2 separate regions of the Mus musculus genome follow, and region 2 is linked to region 1. A link is a contact called in public Hi-C data. All regions are on one chromosome and are shown on one strand. Each heading gives the region's core, a stretch centred on a gene start, on an enhancer-like site or on the middle of the called end of the contact. The rest is flanking DNA. Distances are from core to core; before and after follow the strand shown. Region 1 holds the start of Bcl2a1c (B cell leukemia/lymphoma 2 related protein A1c). Region 2 holds the start of 4930520O04Rik (RIKEN cDNA 4930520O04 gene).

What was found. Hi-C and Micro-C count contacts between places; a contact is called where the count stands out from the background.
Region 2: a contact with region 1 is called in a Hi-C map of LSK cells, with 2.8 times the contacts expected there. The contact joins the promoter of 4930520O04Rik here to the promoter of Bcl2a1c in region 1. A contact is called at or near these places in 1 of 39 promoter capture datasets (embryonic stem cells), 1 of 15 datasets of contacts at CTCF or cohesin (CD8 T cells), 18 of 484 Hi-C or Micro-C datasets (the Ba/F3 cell line, the HL-1 cell line, LSK cells and 13 more), 2 of 115 datasets of contacts at active chromatin or transcription factors (both in embryonic stem cells) and 2 of 9 other capture datasets (adipose tissue and liver).

Annotation. Positions count from the first base shown.
Region 1 is chr9:114,328,272-114,333,000 of GRCm38.p6, reverse strand. It overlaps Bcl2a1c (B cell leukemia/lymphoma 2 related protein A1c), which reads right to left and starts at 2,866. Exons shown (of 1, transcript NM_007535.2): 1 at 2,423-2,866. The coding sequence starts at 2,845. The coding sequence ends at 2,459.
Region 2 is chr9:114,366,212-114,370,940 of GRCm38.p6, reverse strand. It overlaps 4930520O04Rik (RIKEN cDNA 4930520O04 gene), which reads right to left and starts at 2,617. Exons shown (of 3, transcript NR_040383.1): 1 at 2,457-2,617; 2 at 1,878-1,952.

The DNA of each region.
Region 1 (4,729 bases), core at 1,617-4,116:
TCTTTTAGCTGTAATACAGTATTGAGATTGCTTTAAAATGATCTCAAACACCTCTTCTATCATGTTGACAACATAATCTCCCATCTGTAAATGGGAAGATCTGAGAATCTGCATAGGAGCTATGTACAAGGTATGTGTGTGTGTTTGTGTGTGTGTGAGAGAGGGGGTGGTCTTTCATACCTCTAGTAAGGTAGAGTTTCCCTAATATATATATATTATGCTAATATATATTATGCTAATATATATATGCTAATATCTCTGTGACTCCCTGATAATGAATGCATTTCTAGAGATTCTAAGAGACCACTCCAAACCATTCATTGCTTGGAATTTTAAGAATTCACACAATGCCTTAGTAAGGAGTTAGGTTTTTGAGTATCAGATACTCTGTCTTGCACATGCTGTGCTAGGCAATGGGAAGGAACATAGTGTAAACCTATAGAGCTTGTGGGGCTCTTTGCTCTATGCTCAGTTGTGGCTGCTGGGCTAGAAGACATTTGTCTTCACTTAAGGTGTACACAGTGCAGCAGACATTTTTCTGACATGTTTTAGCTAAACCCAATTCAGGCCAAGTTAGAAAGAAGAGTAGTTGAAAAGGGGGACTGACTTACAGTAAGACAGCACTAAGCAAGCAGACTTCTAACAAATCAGAAATGGAACAGCCAGTGTTCAATAAAGTCAATTGCACCAAACTTTTAAATACTTGTAATTAATGAAAACATAAACAATTTTTAGAAGATAAGAAACAAACTGAAAATAATCTGTCACATATAGGAATTCTCAGAGTTCTTATAAGTTAATAAATCCATTGAAAACTGGGCAAAACAGGCAATTCTAAGAATTAGTCAGTAAACATGAATATATGCTCAACATGAAGAGAAGCTCTACTAGTAACAAGGGGAAAAGAATTAGCACAGAATAACTAGGTGTGTGTATTTAGAGTAACAAAGTGGAGAAAGTTAATAGATTAATAGGGCCTCATTCTAGAGGACTTGGACCAAGGGAATACTGGATAGTCTCAACATGCTCTGGCAGGTTTATAACTTGGTAGGACCACTATGGAAGGGAAAACTCCAGTAATTTCAAAGTGGATATACACCATGAGCAAGTAACTCTACAAGCATATATCCACCCTAGAAATCATACCTACATGCAGGAAAAGGTCTGGAAATAACTCAAATAAATATATGCCAGCTGGAAGAGACCAGCTCTTCAACAACATGTACACACAGCAAAACATACGAAGAACTCTTAATTTTTATTTATGGTTCTAGGTGTGGGATTAGAGATCTTGTTCACACAATACAGGGACTCCACGATTGATGTACTTCCTCAGACCATAAAATATTCTTTACAATGTTATTTTAAGTGTACTGGGTTGACGAAAGAAGTTACAGAATAAATCTATGTACTATTTGGATGAGGAGATGAAGGAGTCCTTCATGTGACCAGAGGTGGCCTTCTACTGATTTACTATGTAGTTGCAGTTGACCTTAAAGTTTTGGTCCTATTATCTTTCTTTCCATGGTTCCAGAATGGGCACTTCCATGTATAGCCCAGATACCAATTTGTAAAATATTTCCCAGAAAGACTAACCATGAAGCTAAGGATACAGTACACTGAGAAAACATATACTCAGACCACATTAGGCTCTAGATTTGATCCCTAGTGACTTTGTGGGGGAGTCTGGTTAGCTACACATGATAGTGTGCTAAGAAAATGGAAAAAAGTATGTAAGTAATGAATGTACAAAAGCATACACATAGTTGACTATTACTATACAATGAAGTACATATGACAGTATTTAATACCAGCTCTTTCTGTACTAGTTCTCAATTGTCATGGGAAACTCTAGCAAAAGGCAGGCGCTTGGGGATCTTCACTGCTGATATTGAAGATATGGTTTTAAAAAATATGGTGCTGTTCTTAAGCCCAGACCTCACAGCTAGAATTAAAGCTGGAAACACAAATGTTCTCCAGCTATAAAAAGAAGGGGGGGTAGTGGGCTGGAGAGATGGCTCAGCAGTTTAGAGCACTGACTGCTCTTTCAGAGGTCCTGAGTGCAATTCCCAGCAGCCACATGTTTGGTTCACAATCATCTGTAATGGGATCTCATACCCTCTTCAGATGTGTTTGAAGACAGTGGCAGTGTACTCACATACATAAAATAAATGTATAATCTTATTTAAAAAGCCTAAAAAAAAACATTTCCAGTAGAAGCCATTGGAAATGACCCAGGGGATTTTTGTTTAGTTTAATTTTAACTCAGAGTATCTAAAAATAAGGCATACAAACAGAGTGAAGTCCTTTGATTGTTACTTTCTTGTTTGTTTTAATTAGTAAGGAAACTCTTCATTCTTATTCTTCAGTAGAATATATATATATATATATATATATATATATATATATAGTCATCACACATACCCAGTCTCCATTCTGCCATATCCATTCTCCTGTGTTATTCATGATGAATTCTGCCCCAAAACTGGAAACTTGTTTGTAAGCACGTACATCCAGGGCAATCTGCTCTTGTGGAAGTTTTTTTGAGGAGAACACCCCCAAAGGCAAATATAGTCACAATCCTTCCCCAATTAATGATGCCATTTTCAAACTCTTTTTCCATCACTTGGTTGAATATTATTCTGGTGGTATCTATGGATTCCACGTGAAAGTCATCCAAGTATGACTTTAGGTTCTTTCCAACTTCCTTCTGAACGGAGAAAGCAACTCTTTGTAGCACTCTGAATGCTTGGCTTGGAGCCGACTCAAAGGCGGGTACCTGTAGCACATACTGAAGGTAGTGCTCAGCCAGGGAGTGGATATGCATGAGCTCGTACTCAGCCATCTTCCCTGGCAGAGCTGACTGCAGCTGTCCACCTAGAGGCCACGGAGGCAAAGACTGCAAAGACAGGTCTTGTCAGGGGAGGAACCCTAATCATATCTGGAGGCTGTTGGAATTTCTGTTTGCATCATGTCACAGCGTCCTTCCTTCTCGTCACTTATGTGCGTGGGCGGTCTGTGAAAGCCAAAGTTCGGTCCATGAAGGAGGAAAATGTCTTAGAGCAACACACCACTTCCTCTTCCTCTTCTCATTCAGTTTAAAAGTCAAAAATGAGAGGATGTGGAGAAACAAGATCCCTGTAAGTGGCTGGGAACTAGAGGCCCTTCAAAGTCACTCTGGCAGTAGTACACTTAAGAAGTAGATAGACCAGGTTGAGAAGAGAAAAAGTTAGCTCTTTTCATCAAGTTATAATTTCTGATAGAAAACAATCCGGCTTTAAACCCAACTCAGTACGTACTTCATTTTAAGTATTCATTTATTTTTTTCTTTGTATTTGCCTGAGAGTATGTATATGTATCTCGTGCATGAATACCCACAGAACTGAGAAGAGGGTGTCGGATCCCTTAGAACATGAGTAACAGGCATCCTGGTGCAGGTGCTGGGACTAAACCTGGGATCCCCTGAAACAGCAGCAAGTGTTCTTAATTCCTGAGTTACTCACCTCTCTAGTCCTTAAAACATTTTCTTATATCACATACATTATTCATTATCTGGGTTAGAAATCATGGGAAACACTAGGAGTACTGACATAAGAGTCATAGTGCCTTGTCTCCGTTGTAGACAAATCCTTCTTCCTGTTTATTGTGGCTTTGGCTTGAACTTGAAAAACGAAGCCAACGAGACTGACTTTAGATGCGTGGGGTGAAACTAAAGATGACCTAAATACTGCTCCTGTTACTGTGTCTGTGAGATATAGGTGCTTCATGATGCTCCTCTTCATTCTGCCATGAAGGAATGAGGATTTGGCTTCTCAGTTACCCCCAGACCCAGTGAGTACAGAACTTCCAGAGTCCACAATTTGAAGTTAAGAGAAAATATATCATTTTGTTGAGCTTTGATAAGCAACTCTGAGAGCTTAGTGGAGATTATGAAATCAGTGGTTAAGGCAACATTGAAACTTTGAATTGCATCTTAAGTCCCCTCACCTAAGTATGTAGCAGTGAAAGCAGCTGCTGAATGCATGGAGATGAGGAGCTATGTTTGCCTGAAGAGTCAGTGGTGGAGAAATGGAAATAATTCACATCCTTGGAAATAGCAACTGTTTCCTCTTCCCGTTTCCTTCTTCATACATGCAACGACTTTGATTCTTTGCATCAGCATCTTATGAGCAATGGCAAACACAGAAGAGTAATTCATTTACGACTTGTATTTATGAACCATTACTATAAAGTTGAGAAGGGAGGGAGAGAGGCTGCTCAGAGTGCTATGAAATAGAAACTTGTGGTAGATGTGGAGATGTGGAAACACACAACAGTTATTGATTCAAAGCTAGCCAACCTGTCTTAAACCTACCACCAACTGCATTAGAGGCCACAGGTCCCACTGCCTGTTTCCATTCAGTGATAGCAAGGCAGGACTCTGAAGCCACACTCCCATACAAGCCAATGTCCTCAGAAGGAAACCAGTTATACAAGTTTCTGCAACATGTAGATTATATAAACCTGCTTTCTGAGTGCTTTCCAACCCCATTTCCCCCCACTTCTCTTCCTCACAAGGGTCTGTCCTGAGTTACTCTCTTGCAGCTTGCCAGTTTCTTGTGGCTCCCTCCCTCCTGCCCTCCCCTTGGCTCTTCTTCTCATATCTACTTAACACAGAGTTTTCTTTTTGGAGTTTCCATACAGAACAGACAGCTCATGGTTCTAGAGCCACCGCAGTTCTCTAATATCT
Region 2 (4,729 bases), core at 1,368-3,867, 38 kb before region 1:
GTGTCTCTAAAGGCTGTGAGCAGCATCAGTCAGGATGAATATAAATGTAAATATTGAGAAGGCATCTCAGCACCAGAGTAATTTAATTAAACAATAAAAGTTCACTCTCATGGCCCCGAGGGTTTTTATTTTGATTTTGTGTTTTGAGGCAGGATTTTACTATGTAGCCCTGGCTTTTCTGGAACTCACCCTGTAGAAGGCTGGCCTCGAATTCATGTATCTGCCTGTCTCTGCCTCCCCAATGCTGGGATTAAAGGTGTGTACCACTATATCTGGCTTATCCTATAAATATATCTTATGATTTATTTATTCATTTTATGTATTTGAGTACACCATCACTGTTTTCAGACACACCAGAAGAGGGCACTGGATCCTATTACAGATGGTTGTGAGCCACCATGTGGTTGCTGGGAATTGAACTCATGACCTCTGGAAGAGAAGTCAGTGCTCTTAACCGCTGAGCCATCTCTCCAGCCCTTATCCTATATTCTTAAGTATGTCGTAAAGTGAAGTCGCATCGTCATGAGGGACAGGAGATTAACCATGATTGAACTGACACTATCCAGAGTAGGAGACACTGGTCCTCATTCTAGCTGCCTGGAAGCCAGTCTTCTGCTAGCAGCCTTCAGATGAAGATGGAGAACTCTCGGCTCCTCCTGCACCATGCCTGCCTGGATGCTACCATGTTCCCACCTTGGTGATAGTGGACTGAACCTCCGAGCCTGTAAGCCAGGCCCAATTAAATGTTGTTCTTACAAGAGTTGCCTTGGTCACGGTGTCTGTTCACAGCAGTAAAACCCTAACTAAGACACTCATACACAATTTTTTTTTCAAACGGTAGGTAGCACATGAGGAATGTCGCCCTAACTTGTCCTCTGGTCCCCATGCACACAGGTCTCCATCCACGAACAAATATACATGCATACACAGAGAAGCACAGAAGACCAGGTAACTAACACCCTGGCTTACTTAGCCTGGAGGATATGCTGCTGGCATCTCTGACCCTCCTTCTCTCCCCCCCCCCCAGAACCCCACCCTCAGCTTCAGGAGCCACCTTGTGTACACTTCTGCAGTGCTGCTGGAGAGGTGGTCAGGAGCTGATGTCCAGAAGCACCCAGCGCTCCAGGGTTCTCCTGCCGCCACCACCCTCCATCCTTGTCACGTTTTTGGAAAACCTATGCCTAGGTTCTCTTTGCCCTCCTTACACAGCCTTTAAAAATAGTCATTAAAAAAAAAAAGACATGCAGACATGCCAGAAATAACCAGTGGCTCAATGAACCTCTGAACAAATATGGTCAGTACAGAGATGGCCTGGAACAGATATTTGCTTGGTAACAGCTATTCACTCAGTGCCCTACAGAGGGAGTGTCTTGTGGCTATGGCTGATCAGACCAGAGGAATTAAAAAGAAAGGCTAGAGAGAGCCAGACATGGTGGAACCCCGGAACGTGAGAGGGGCAGGCTGGGGTGTCTGCAGTTCAAGGACTTCCTCAGCTGCCTAATGAGTTCGAGGCCAGTTTGCGCAGCAGGAGAGATTATCCCCCAAACAAACAAAAGCCCTTGGGAAACATGACAAACAAGACTACTACTTCACTTAAACACGATGGTCTTCTCTCAGAAGCTGTATCTGTCTTCAGGTCATCATCTTCGGGATATAGTTCATCACTGTTCAGACCCGGTATGTCTCACAACTGTTTGTACAATCAACTTATACACCATGCATTCACTACAGCTACTCCAAATTAAAAAGGCCAGAGTAGGAGAAGCTGCAGTGTTTGGCCAGGACTATTTCAGAACACATTTCCGGGAAGCTGATTCTCATCTCACAACAGTAAAAATGTATGCTGGCAAAAATGTCAATCTAGATTTCATACATACCTTTTAAAAGAGTCAGGTTTTAATCAAGTTATTTTCTGTGACGAGTTCTCTCGGATGCTTTGGGCACCCCTTCATCTAATGAAAAGAAACACATTTTAAGCATCACACACCACTTCCTATTGCTCTAATACTTCAATTAGGAAACTAAGCTGTATCTCCCTTACCTTGGTATCTTTTTGCAACTGCTTTGATGATGTTAAGAATGATGACGCCATGGTCCCTGTGAAAGGGTTCATGTGCATATAATCCGATGTCACTTAGGTGTCACCAGTACCTTCCAAACAGCACAAAAGGCCTTGCATATTTTTCTGCAAACCCCGCTGTGTAAGAACCCACCCAAACTGGGACTGAGGAACCAGAACGCACGCAGCCTTCAGCCAAGCTGCCCAGTCCCAATCTCCCCAGGGCCTAGGCTCCAATCCTGAAATCTCTTTTGCTGCTGCGCACTTCTCCCAGGTAGTTTACACCGGTACCCTAAGCTCAAGTGCGGAGGGCTGCTCCGCAGAACCGGAGCATCTAAATTTACTCTGTAACCCCACATTTTGCTTGGTCACCAGGTCGCCTAAAAGAGTAACCTACAGCGCAAAGAGAACCCTCAGCTTTCCGCGCAGGTCCCTTTATAGTTTAGGGTGCAGTCAGAGCGAGGCTGTCCTTCCTTCCTTCTGTTACGGATTGCACCCGAGAGCACGTGGGGGCGCGGCCGTTCCTGAAGCACCGCGTGGAAAAGCTGTGGGTCTTTTCTTCCCGGCCTTTCCGGGGGAGGTGCGCGCCGCCCGCCTGCCGCGTTCCTGTCCGTTGCTGCGCGCGCTCCCGCTGGCTCGCCGCCACCGGTTTCTTCCGAGTCTGGCAGGCAGCTTAGCCCTACGTGGAGTGGGAGTGGCGTCAAAATTCAAAGGAACTGCCGCAGTTGGAGGCGTTGTACCACCTGCTTCGAGACGGTTGGCGGCCTGGAGTGGCCTTGACCTCACCCCAAGTCTAACCCGGGTGGCAGCCGCTCTGCCGAAGGGACCTTGGAGGACAGAACTACACCGGTGAAACGGAAAAGCCACGCGTTTATCCTTCGTGCACTCTGGGGACGCCGCTGGTCTGCAGAGAGCCACGCTGTCCGGTGCTCCCTATCCAATGCCTGCTTGGGCGCCCAGCCAGGTCCAACCTCCAACCCAGCCCCACCCATCCCACTACCAGACTTTGGGGACAATTATACTGTCAGTATCCTCAGAAGTCATTCTGCTTCACAGAGGAGGCAGCAGGTCAAAAGCCACCAATTGGCCTTTATTTATTTTACGGCAAGATTGATTTATTTTGTGCTGGGATTTGAATTCAGGACCTTTGGGAGAGCAGTCAGTGCTCTTACCCGCTGAGCCATCTTACCAGCCCCACACCAAAGTCTTTGACCTTCCCGAAGCAATCAGTAAGAAACTTCCATCAACTCTGACCAGACAGAATTTCAGAATTACTGCAAACAGGGCTAGTGAGATGACTCACTGGATAAGGGTGCTTGCCATGAAAATGAGGCGAACTCAGTTCAATCCCTGAAACGCATGTAGAGATGGAAGGGAGAATACACTCCACAGAGCTGTCCTCTGATCACCATATGTGCACCGTGGCATGCAGGTCAACACACACATCATGCACACATGCAGTAGTAATGATAGTAAGTGAATAAAAGCCGTTTGGGTAAGAACATCACATAAGGTTTGCCATAGATAGAAGGTAGGGAATAGAATGACATATGGTAAAAGCTTGTCACAGAATCTGGTTAAGGACTGTGCCTCTGGGCTACATTTCAAGCCTGTGGTCTTAATTTGGTTCTCTTTACATCTATGTGCTCAGGTACACACGTGCATGCAGAGGCTGAAGGCCTTAGGTGTTATCCTCAGGAGCACCATTTATTCCCTTTGAGATAGGGCCTCTTACTGATCTGGAGCTCAGGAATCAGGCTAGACTGGCTGAGCACAAGTCTAGGAGATCTTTCTGTTTCTGCCTTCCAGCTCAGAAATTATAAGCATGGGCCAGCCACATTTAACATCATCTTTATGTGGCTATGGGAATCAATCTGGAGTCCCTGGGCTTGCAAAGCCAACGCTTTGTTGAGCCATCTCCATAGCCACAGTATTAGCTTTTTAAGGTCATTAGATGAATGCTTTCTTCAAAATGATTTCTAGTATGTATTTTTGATCTTACGTGTTAGCTTTCATCACAATAACAAGAGAATTCAGATCAGTGGTTCTCAACCTGTGAGTGGAGACGCCATTGACAAACCTATAGCTACAAAAATATTTACATTATGACGTATAACTAGGAAATTATGAATTAGCAGTGAAGATAATTTTATGGTTGGAGGAGCCCTACAACCTGAGGAACTGTATCAAAAGGCTGCAGAACGGGGAAGGGTGAGAACCTCTGATTTAGATAATCAACTTTTGTCAGAGAAAAATTTTGGTTGATGGTTTGAAGGTTCTAGCCCATAACTGGACTCTCCATTGCTTTGGGCCCATGGTAAGGCTGGAGGCTATTTTGGAAGTGCCTAGCAGAGCAAAAGCACTCACCTCATGGCCAGGAAATGAAAACAAAGAGAAAGAAACCAGAGCTCCAGAGTCTCCTTCAAGAGTGCGCCTCCACTGACCTGACCGCCTTGTCAGCTGCTTCTTAAAGTTTCTACCACAGGGCTGGCGAATGTTCACTGTCAACTTGGTAGGATATGGAATGACATAGATAGAGGATATAGATACAGGTGTATGTGTGAGATACAGGGAGGGTGTTTCCAGAGAAGTTGAACAGGGAGAGATCACCCCAAAAATGGATGGCATCATCTCCTGGGGCGTGGGAGTCCCAGACAGAATAACCCTGAA